Linked DNA regions of Sus scrofa: region 1 is linked to region 2. The links are chromatin contacts, called in public HiChIP or PLAC-seq maps. All regions are on one chromosome and are shown on one strand. The core of a region is the stretch at or near the end of the contact, and the rest is flanking DNA. Distances in the headings are between cores, read along the strand shown.

Region 1 (4,284 bases), core at 1,506-4,005, 450 kb after region 2:
CTTATCCCCATGAAAAGTATGTTCTATACTTTTTAAGATTTGATAGTTTTGAAAAAGCCTTAAATAATAAAATGGAAATTGATATGCATAAATATTCTTAATATGTAATTATATTTCCACTGCAACTGAAGAATTAAGAGTGCAGACTCTGAAGTCAAAGTAAATTAAAATTTTTTTATTCTGACACTAGCTTGGACTTAGAGAAAACAGTATAGTATAAGCTCTGTGGCTGTAGTCCTTCAGAGGTAAACTGAAGTGTTTCTCCAAGGGATGTTGGGAGCGGTGAGATAATACATGCAAAGTCCTCAAAATATAAATGTAAGACATGGGCACTTAATACAAAGTAGCCATTATTATTTCACTAGTTTTCTAAGTTTCCCACTACTTCAAGTGTGTTTTTAAACTAGTGTATTTGGCACTTGAAATTACCTGGCATATCCAATGATGAGGCTGCCAAAGACTGTTCCAATACCAGCACCAGAACCAGCCACTCCTACTGTTGCAGCACCTGCACCAATAAATTTGGCTGCAGTATCAATGTCTCTGCTGACTGCACTGGTCTGAAACTCCCTTTGGATTGGCTGAGACACACCATTCTGGGCCCCATTAAATACCGTCGAGCCCTAAAGAACAGGAAATAAAGGCAAAGGTCAAATCAGTAATCACAGTTAGCTATTAGGTACTGTCAAAATGACAACTACTTCTCTTTTGTAGCTGAGTTTGCATAGGAGATGGTGTCACACAACAGAAAAATCAACGGCTTAGAACAAGTCCAATCTTAAATAGGAATAACAATACCTACACTGAGTTAAGATTTTTAAAAATTAAGAAACAGTGCATATGCTTTTTAAGAGAGTAAGCTTCTCAGTAACTTACCACCATAATCTTAAATACAGGCAATGCAAAACAATATACTTAAATATATACATACTGACTATATTTCTTAGCTGAGTTGGGTGGTTAAGTTTTGGATATAGAAGTTTCTTTCACTGGCTCATTCTCTGCAAATATTTTCCATTCAAGAGTAGAAAGGACTGGCTCAAACCATTCATTAATGAAGGTTTTCCCCTTTAATCAAAATCCTAAGGCTTACTTGATAGTGTTACTTAATTTCTATTATTACTACTTTTACCTCTCCAGGCCTGGCCTCTGGTCGAGATAACACTGATGCAGAAATTGGTCTGTATGCAACTCTGGATCCAGCTCGGATCTGTTAATGAAAAAAAGATTCTGTGTATTAAATAAGAATACAGATAAGACTTCAAGGCCCCTTCTTGCACTATGAACTCTGAAAAAGAAAGCAGCAAAAATGAATCAAAAAGATCATGACTTTTCTCTATTGATTCTTATTTGGCTACACTGGTTATGAAAGAATCTTGATAAAGTTGCTAATGCATTTTAAAGCTTGCTTCATAATGTATTTGTAATACTCTGAACAAAACCTCTAAGAACAACTAGTTAAAAAGAATAAGTATTGCTTTTAAAATTTCAATTCTTGTAGTACCACAATTCAGATAAAAACCCCAGCAATAAACGCCCCACATTCTTCGGTAATTTTAAGTGGATCAACAGGTTCGGGCATCAGTGCTATAAATGCTTGACATTTAAAACAGCCCATTAGTTAATATGAGCTCCCACTATTTCTAAGATATTCTTATATGTCCATTAATCTCAAAATTAAAAAGCAGTTTAAGCTATTCCATATTAGGAAAAACACAATCGTCGAAACACTCTGACCATAAGGACACATTCCAGTCCACCTTCTCCGTCCTTGAGTGTCCACTGAACTAAGGTCACAGAAAATCCCTTCAGAACCGAGACCTGATTCTCTAAGGCAAATCCCTCAGATCTTCACTCCACCAAAGGCGTGCAAAACGACTATGGAAATAACATCCCAAAGGCAGGAAGAAAGACTCCAGGCTCTTGCACCACCTGCCTCCGCCCACACGGGGAGAGGCAAAGTCCCTCCCTCTGCAGCAGCGAATTTGACCTACAGATCTGCAATGGAGAGCGCGCCGGCGGTGAACTAGGCCCCGGCAGCCTCCCTCCTTCCCCCTCTGCACCCCAACCTCCACCGGGCCCCGACCCAACAGGGTGATGGAGGGGGTGCGGGAGGGAGCCGCTCCACGACGAGGGGGGAAGGAGGGTTTGACCTACGCCGAGTGGGGCCTGACAGCTAGGCCTCGGTGGCTCTTCAATACCGTAGGAGGGGAGGAGGAGAGTGAGAAGCCCCAGAAAAAGAAGGAAAAGAAAAAAAGGACACAGAGGTTGAGGGGCGAGGGAGAGATATCCCGAGAGCGCGGTGTGTCCTGCCCGGAGGTGACCCGTTCGACAACGTGGACGCCCAGGCCAAGACATTCGACCCTCGGTCCCCAGCCCGGCATGGGCTACGCACCAGAGCGGGGGTGCAGGCGAGCTTGGTGCAGGCGAACATCTTGCACTCTTCTGGGCGGCGCGGCTGGAAGACTTGGGCGGCAGGCGATGTAAGCTCCTCTCCCGCTTCCTCTCTGCGGGGGCAAAGAGGCTTAAGGTCAAGTGCTCTCCAAGGGCCTGTCCTTCTACCCAGGTCCCGCGGGTTCCCGTGCACGCGGTCAGCTTGGGCCGCGCGCCCAGCGAGGCGCCAGCAGAATCCAGCAGAATGAATGGGTCCCTCCTGGGCGCGGCTCCACCCCAGCCAGGCCAGGCTCCCGAGCCCTCCGCTTACCTTCCGGCGAGGTGGCGGCGGCCGCTGCGGCAGAGGTCGAAGAAGTGGGGCTGGGCGCGCAGACGCAGTCCGGCTCTTATTCGCGCCCCGGCACCCGGATGGAGAAGGCGGGGAATCCCGCGAGCCCGGAAGACGTTCAAGGTCACTTTGTAACAACTTTATTGGTAACCAGTTGGGAAGGACAGCGACAGCCACTCTGAGATGGCTTGGCGGGCAGAAGGTGGTGAAGGAGAGAAAAAGAAATTAAAGACAGCCCAGGCAGAGGAAACCGAACGGCTTTTGATCTAAACTAGTCGCAGGACAGTGGGACTTTATCTTTCATTTGACACACACATATATATATTTTCGCTTTTTAGGGCCTCACCTGAGGCATATGGAGGCTTCCAGGCTAGGGGTTGAATTGGAGCTGTAGCTGCGGGCCACAGCAATGCAGGATCCGAGCGGGTCTGCTGACCTACACCACAGCTCATGGCAAAGCCGGATCCTTATCCCACTGAGTGAGGCCAGGCATTGAACCCTGAACCTCGCAGTTACTAGGCGGGTTCGTTTCTGCTGCACCACAATGGGAACTCATTTGATACATTCTTAAAGAGAGGTTGCTAGGTCTCATTCATAGAGAAACCCCCTTCCTGGTCATTCCCTCCCTATGTGAAATAGGACCCTGTGGTGAAAGGGTTCATTCATTGTTTGACAGAAGAAACTAGAGTCCCTAGCAAAGTGAATGCATTTCTTTAAAGGAATCTGGAAAAGAGTTCTAGAAGTCTAGCTAATCTTTTGGGTAAAAGTGGATCTGACCTGGGCAAAGGAATGAGTTTTGTGACTTTGGGCACAGAGTTGCTTCTTGGTGAAGTGAGGGAGGTCAGTTTTTCTTCCAGTCCTAAGATTAGAAGAACTAAGGGTTTGTAAATTTTTTTTTTTTTTTTTGGTTTGTTTGTTTTTGTTTTTGTTTTTTTTTTTTTTTTTTTTTTTTTTTTTTTTTTGTAGGGCCAGGAACTAAAGAAAGTCTGAGTATTTTCAAAACTGACCTAATTTTAACACTTGTTTTTTGGTAACCTTGGATAAGTCATTTTCTATTGAATACAGAAATATCTCAGGAAAATGGCTATTACTGGACTTCTTGGTAGGTCCTTGAATTCTGTAAATTTGACTTAGTAGTTATAACAAGTGTCTATCAGAAGTGATGCAACGTAAAAGATTAAATATCTAGTATACCCAGTTGTAGGAATACCTGGGTACTGAAATCCTACCCACTTGGCCTAGAACCCTGGCATGGGACAACATGGACCCAGAAGATCACTTTTTTCCTAGTTGGCATAAGGATGCAGTATCATCTAGCAGCAATCCTCAGGAGAAGCCCTCAGAACTAAAACTTGAAAAATGGGAGTTCCCGTGGTGGTGTAGTGGTTAACGAATCTGACTAGGAACCATGAGGTTGGGGGTTCGGTCCCTGGCCTTGCTTAGTGGGTTAGGGATCCGGCCTTGCCATGAGCTGTGGTGTAGGTTGCAGATGCAGCTTGGATCTCACGTTGCTGTGGCTCTGGCGTAGGCCGGTGGCTACAGCTCTGATTGACCCCTAGCCT
Region 2 (4,287 bases), core at 579-3,078:
GCATGAATCTCTACAGCTGGAAATAATCTCACTGTCTCTAAATGAACCCACATCTGATCTTACCTTGCTTACAAATCTTTTTGCTCTACATCACAAAAACCTAAGAGTTTTTGTGCTGCTCAGGGAGCCAAAAAAGATGATGAGGTTACTAGAATAGTCTAATAACCACTGCAAAGTCCAGTCTGCACAATTCCACTCAACGGGTAATGGGCTGCTACAGGTAGCTGGGGATTTGGTCCCTGAGACTCAGCCCTGTGAAGATGACAGATGAGTCAAGATACACAAGAGGAGAAAGCAGTCTTGTGAGCACTGTAAAGAGGAATTAAGATGCAAATGCCAATGGCCTATGCTGATTTTCTCACCTCCAGAAGTCCAAGGGTATTTCATAAAAACTGAAAATGAAAACTCTTTGGAGTTATTTTAACCGTTAACAGAAAAAGGCTTTTTCTGAGGAGGAAAAATATGCCAACGACTCAAAATGAAGCTACAGTATTGTTTTGGAATTGCCTTGGGAAACTGGCAAAAGAAAACCCACCCAGGGTGGGATTCGGTCCAGCGGCTCCGCGGCTGCACCGCCTAAAGTCTGGGACTACACTCGGCCAGTGATTGGGGGTGGAATCCAGTGACTATTCAGGGGACAACGGTGTCACACAATTTTCACAAAATGGGACCAAGTCCACCCAGTCACTGCTGACAACTTGAGAGGCTTCCCAGAGAACTGAGATAAAGTCAGCAGCCCGTGGCCCAGGAAGGAATATGTATTCCTCTGGGATTAAGCAGGACCAGAGGACCTGGCCAGGCTCGGTTCCTCACAGACACACCCTTTGTTAAGCTCCAGGAGTCCAAAGTCTAACCACGAGTTGAAGATTTGGGTCGCCCGGATTGGGTCAGCTGGTTTCTCTTACGCTTGCAACTTTCTCTAACAGTACTTTAAAAAAAGAAGAAAAAAAAAATATGTTAACAGAAAAAGTAGAGGGAGTGAGACTGAAGTGAAGCCGTTCCGAAAGTTCCGGAGAGGCCCTGGGGGGAAAAGAGCTGACGGGGACTGGACGTCCTTTAAGGTCACCGCACACATCTAACGCAAGCGTCTACACTGCCCGCAGCGCGAGGCTCAGCCTGGGGCACCCGGCGGGAGGCGAGTCTGGGAAGCCGCGTTGCGGGATGGGCACAACTCCCCTGAGAAGAAGCAGAGGCAGCTCCCTGGCAGAAACTGGCCTCGGGGTGCCCTAAAGTCTCCATTCGCCTGTCATGGGTGGGGTAGACGCGGCCCCAGCGCATCGCAGCGAAGCCCCTGCCGTGGGTACCTAAGCCGGGAGCCGGGCCGAGCCCCCGGGTGGCCGGAGATCTGCGGAGCCCAGCGGCGCGCCCAGCCCAGAAGGCGCCCGCGTCCGGACCCTCACGGTCCGCCGCCCCTTCCTTCTCTGCCCGCGGGTACTGGACGCGCAAGCCGCGGGGCCCGAGTCCGCCCCTCCCGAGACCGCGCGCCCGCCCCCGCCCGCAGCGGACGCAGCCCCGACGTCCCCGCGGCCCCCGCCCGCGCCCACCCGGCGCCGAGCCGAGATGCCCAGCCCAGCCCTCCTCGGGGTCCCTGGGGGCCTAGAGGGTCTCCACGGGCGCTGCCCTGAGTCCCCGGAACCCGGTCGCGCCCTTGGCAGCGGCAGCGGCGCGTCCCTTACCGTGCAACGGCTCCGGGCAGCTCCAGGGCCCTGCGGCGCGCCGGGCATTTTTCTTAGGGAAACTTCTCCCCGGTTCGTAGGGCTGAGCCGGCCGGGCAGGAAAAGCGCTCAGCGCCGGGAGGCTGCGACCATCCGGGAACTTCGCTGGGATGTAAACCCTCCCCCTCGGCTCCCCGTCCCCCCCGCCCCCCCTGCGGCCCCGCCGCATGTGGACGCGCCGCGAGGCCGCTGCCGGCCCTTCGCCTCCTCTCTGTGCGCCGCGCCCGCGCTGCCTGGAGCTGAGGCTCTGCGCCCCACGGCCTAGGGCCTCGACGGAGCGTGGCAGCAATGGGGCGATTGGAAGCTGGGGCTCCTGTGTCGCTCCTTCCCCTCCCCTGGGTTTGCAAAGAGGTGGGAACTGGAAGGGGTGTCCAGCTCCAGGGCCCTTTCCTCCGAAGACTCCACAGCTTCCCGCTGTCGGGGTCCCTTCACCACCGCCATCACCACCCCCGTACCCGACCCCCCGCAACCCCAAGAGAGGGAAAGACTTTTCCCGGCCTTCTCTGTCCTCAGAGAGTCCGGCTTGGAAACACCTTAAATTGAAATTCATCTTAAAAAAATGAATTTTAAAATGGAGTGGCACCCACAAAGACCCAAGGTCCACCTGCATCTTTCTCTCTGCCCACTGTGTGGGGACAGCAGTGCTCGTCTTATGGAAAGAAGGCAAGTCCCCCCACCAAGAACCAGCAGGATTCTCTGAGTAGTTCCACTCCTAGTAGGGATGTAGCTAATCAGCCACCCACATCCTCAAATATGGTAGCACCAGCAGCAAACAGTTGGAGAAACCTGAGGTTCTACGCCATTGCCGGAGCTGTTACTGACCAGCTCTGAAAGCGGCCACCTCCAGGATCCAAGCACAAGCTCACACTAAGACAACACAGATGTTAGAATCTATGTGTTTGAAAAGAACAACAAATTGTGATCGATATAATAACCATGTAATCATATTACATGGTTAAAATGTTAAACCATTAAAATGGTTTTCATGTTTATTCATGTTAAAATACCAAGGCTGTATATCCCTCGAATAAAAGCAGGACAGGTGGGAATACATGCACTTCAGAATGGATGTCCTAGCTTGAAGAGGCCCTTCATCCTTGACTTTAGGCTGTCTGCTTGTAGGCCAGTCCCCATGTGCACCTTTGCACCTTGACATGCTCTTAACAGATACAATAATTCTTCTGGGAAAGAGATTTAGTAACATGGGTAAACTTCTCAATGACAAACTTTTGTCCCTGAATGAACCCATCTTTGGGTAAGCTTTTCTTTTTCAGCCATTTCCGTGGTGATATGCATGTTATGTTTTACATAAAATGAAGACAAGCCATTGCATATGTCAACGTATTATTCCAGACTTGGAAAAAAAACCAAAGCATTTATCACAAGGTGTCATGAAAGTTAAAAGCCCGGGAGCTGCCTCCTACCAGCCCTCTAAGCCTCAATTTGTGCTTCAGTCAAATAGGAATAACAATAGCTCTTAGCCTTTTAGGAATGTTGTGAGGATTAAATGTGATAATCCCTCTAAAGATGAGCAGAGCAACAGCACACAGGTAGAACAGCAATTTTCACTTATCTTTAATTCCCCAAAGCCCAGTAGAGCTCCTGACAACTTTTAAACAATTGATTAAATACTGGTTGGGATAAGAACTCATGTCTTCCAAAAATCCATGTAAATTTTGCATTAGTACACACAAAAGAAAATTAGGAAGATAAAATACTTGTTCCTTCTGATACTTTCATCATCAGAAGCCAAAAATAAAGGGTGTTCTGAATTGTCTCCTGTTTTAAATCACCCATAAAGCCAATGATCATTTGTCCAGAGTGCCCTGGCTCTCTTTCCTCAGACAACAACACCGTCTGTCAATAAGGTTAAAACCTGAATCGTATTTTATCAGTGGTAATTTTCTAGTTTCAGTAATTGAGCTATAGTTTTGTGAGATGCTAACATTTGGGGAAGCTGAGTGAAGGGTACTTGGGAAAAAAAAATATTTATTTATTTATTTTATTATTTTTTTTTACTGTTTTCACAACTTAATTCTAAGTTTGAAATAATTTCAAGCCAAAAAAGTTAAAAAATTAATTTAAAAAGATCGAAACCTAAAATCCTACCACAGATACCTTCTTCCCTTGGGTGATGTCAACTCGTACCTTAAAATGAAGATACTGAATGAAGTTAGTAGCAGGAAGGATATTCTGCTAAACCTTTATAGTCATGGACATTTTGATGTGAATGAATGAAGAAAAAAAATGGCTTCTTGAATGCTGCTTGAAGATGAAACTAGGCTAGAAATGTTATGACGATCTTGAGAAAGAAGGAGAAGGGATGCTAGATAGGAGGACATTGAGAGGGGAGAAATTAAGACAAATTTACCAGAACATGGTATTATTAATGACATGTATGTGCCTGGGCTTACCATTGCAGAGCCACCATTTGGGACTCAGCCTAACCTCTAAACTAGCCCTATGGTGGTTTAGAACTTCCTCTAACAATTATCTGCTTCTCATGATTACTAGTTAAATGCCTGTCTCCTTTCCCTTCTGTCCCCCATTTGGGGGGAAGGGCATGTGAAGA

What was found. HiChIP or PLAC-seq counts read pairs in DNA pulled down with a chosen protein or histone mark.
Region 1: an H3K27ac HiChIP or PLAC-seq map of alveolar macrophages shows a contact between it and region 2. The contact joins the promoter of ATP5G3 here to the promoter of WIPF1 in region 2. A contact is called at or near these places in 1 of 47 Hi-C or Micro-C datasets (subcutaneous adipose tissue) and 1 of 2 datasets of contacts at active chromatin or transcription factors (alveolar macrophages).

What each region holds. Positions count from the first base shown.
Region 1 is chr15:81,091,542-81,095,825 of Sscrofa11.1, forward strand. It overlaps ATP5G3 (ATP synthase, H+ transporting, mitochondrial Fo complex subunit C3 (subunit 9)), which reads right to left and starts at 2,756. Exons shown (of 5, transcript NM_001244862.1): 1 at 2,705-2,756; 2 at 2,396-2,507; 3 at 1,133-1,210; 4 at 430-623. The coding sequence starts at 2,434.
Region 2 is chr15:80,644,634-80,648,920 of Sscrofa11.1, forward strand. It overlaps WIPF1 (WAS/WASL-interacting protein family member 1), which reads right to left and starts at 1,829. Exons shown (of 9, transcript XM_021074985.1): 1 at 1,677-1,829.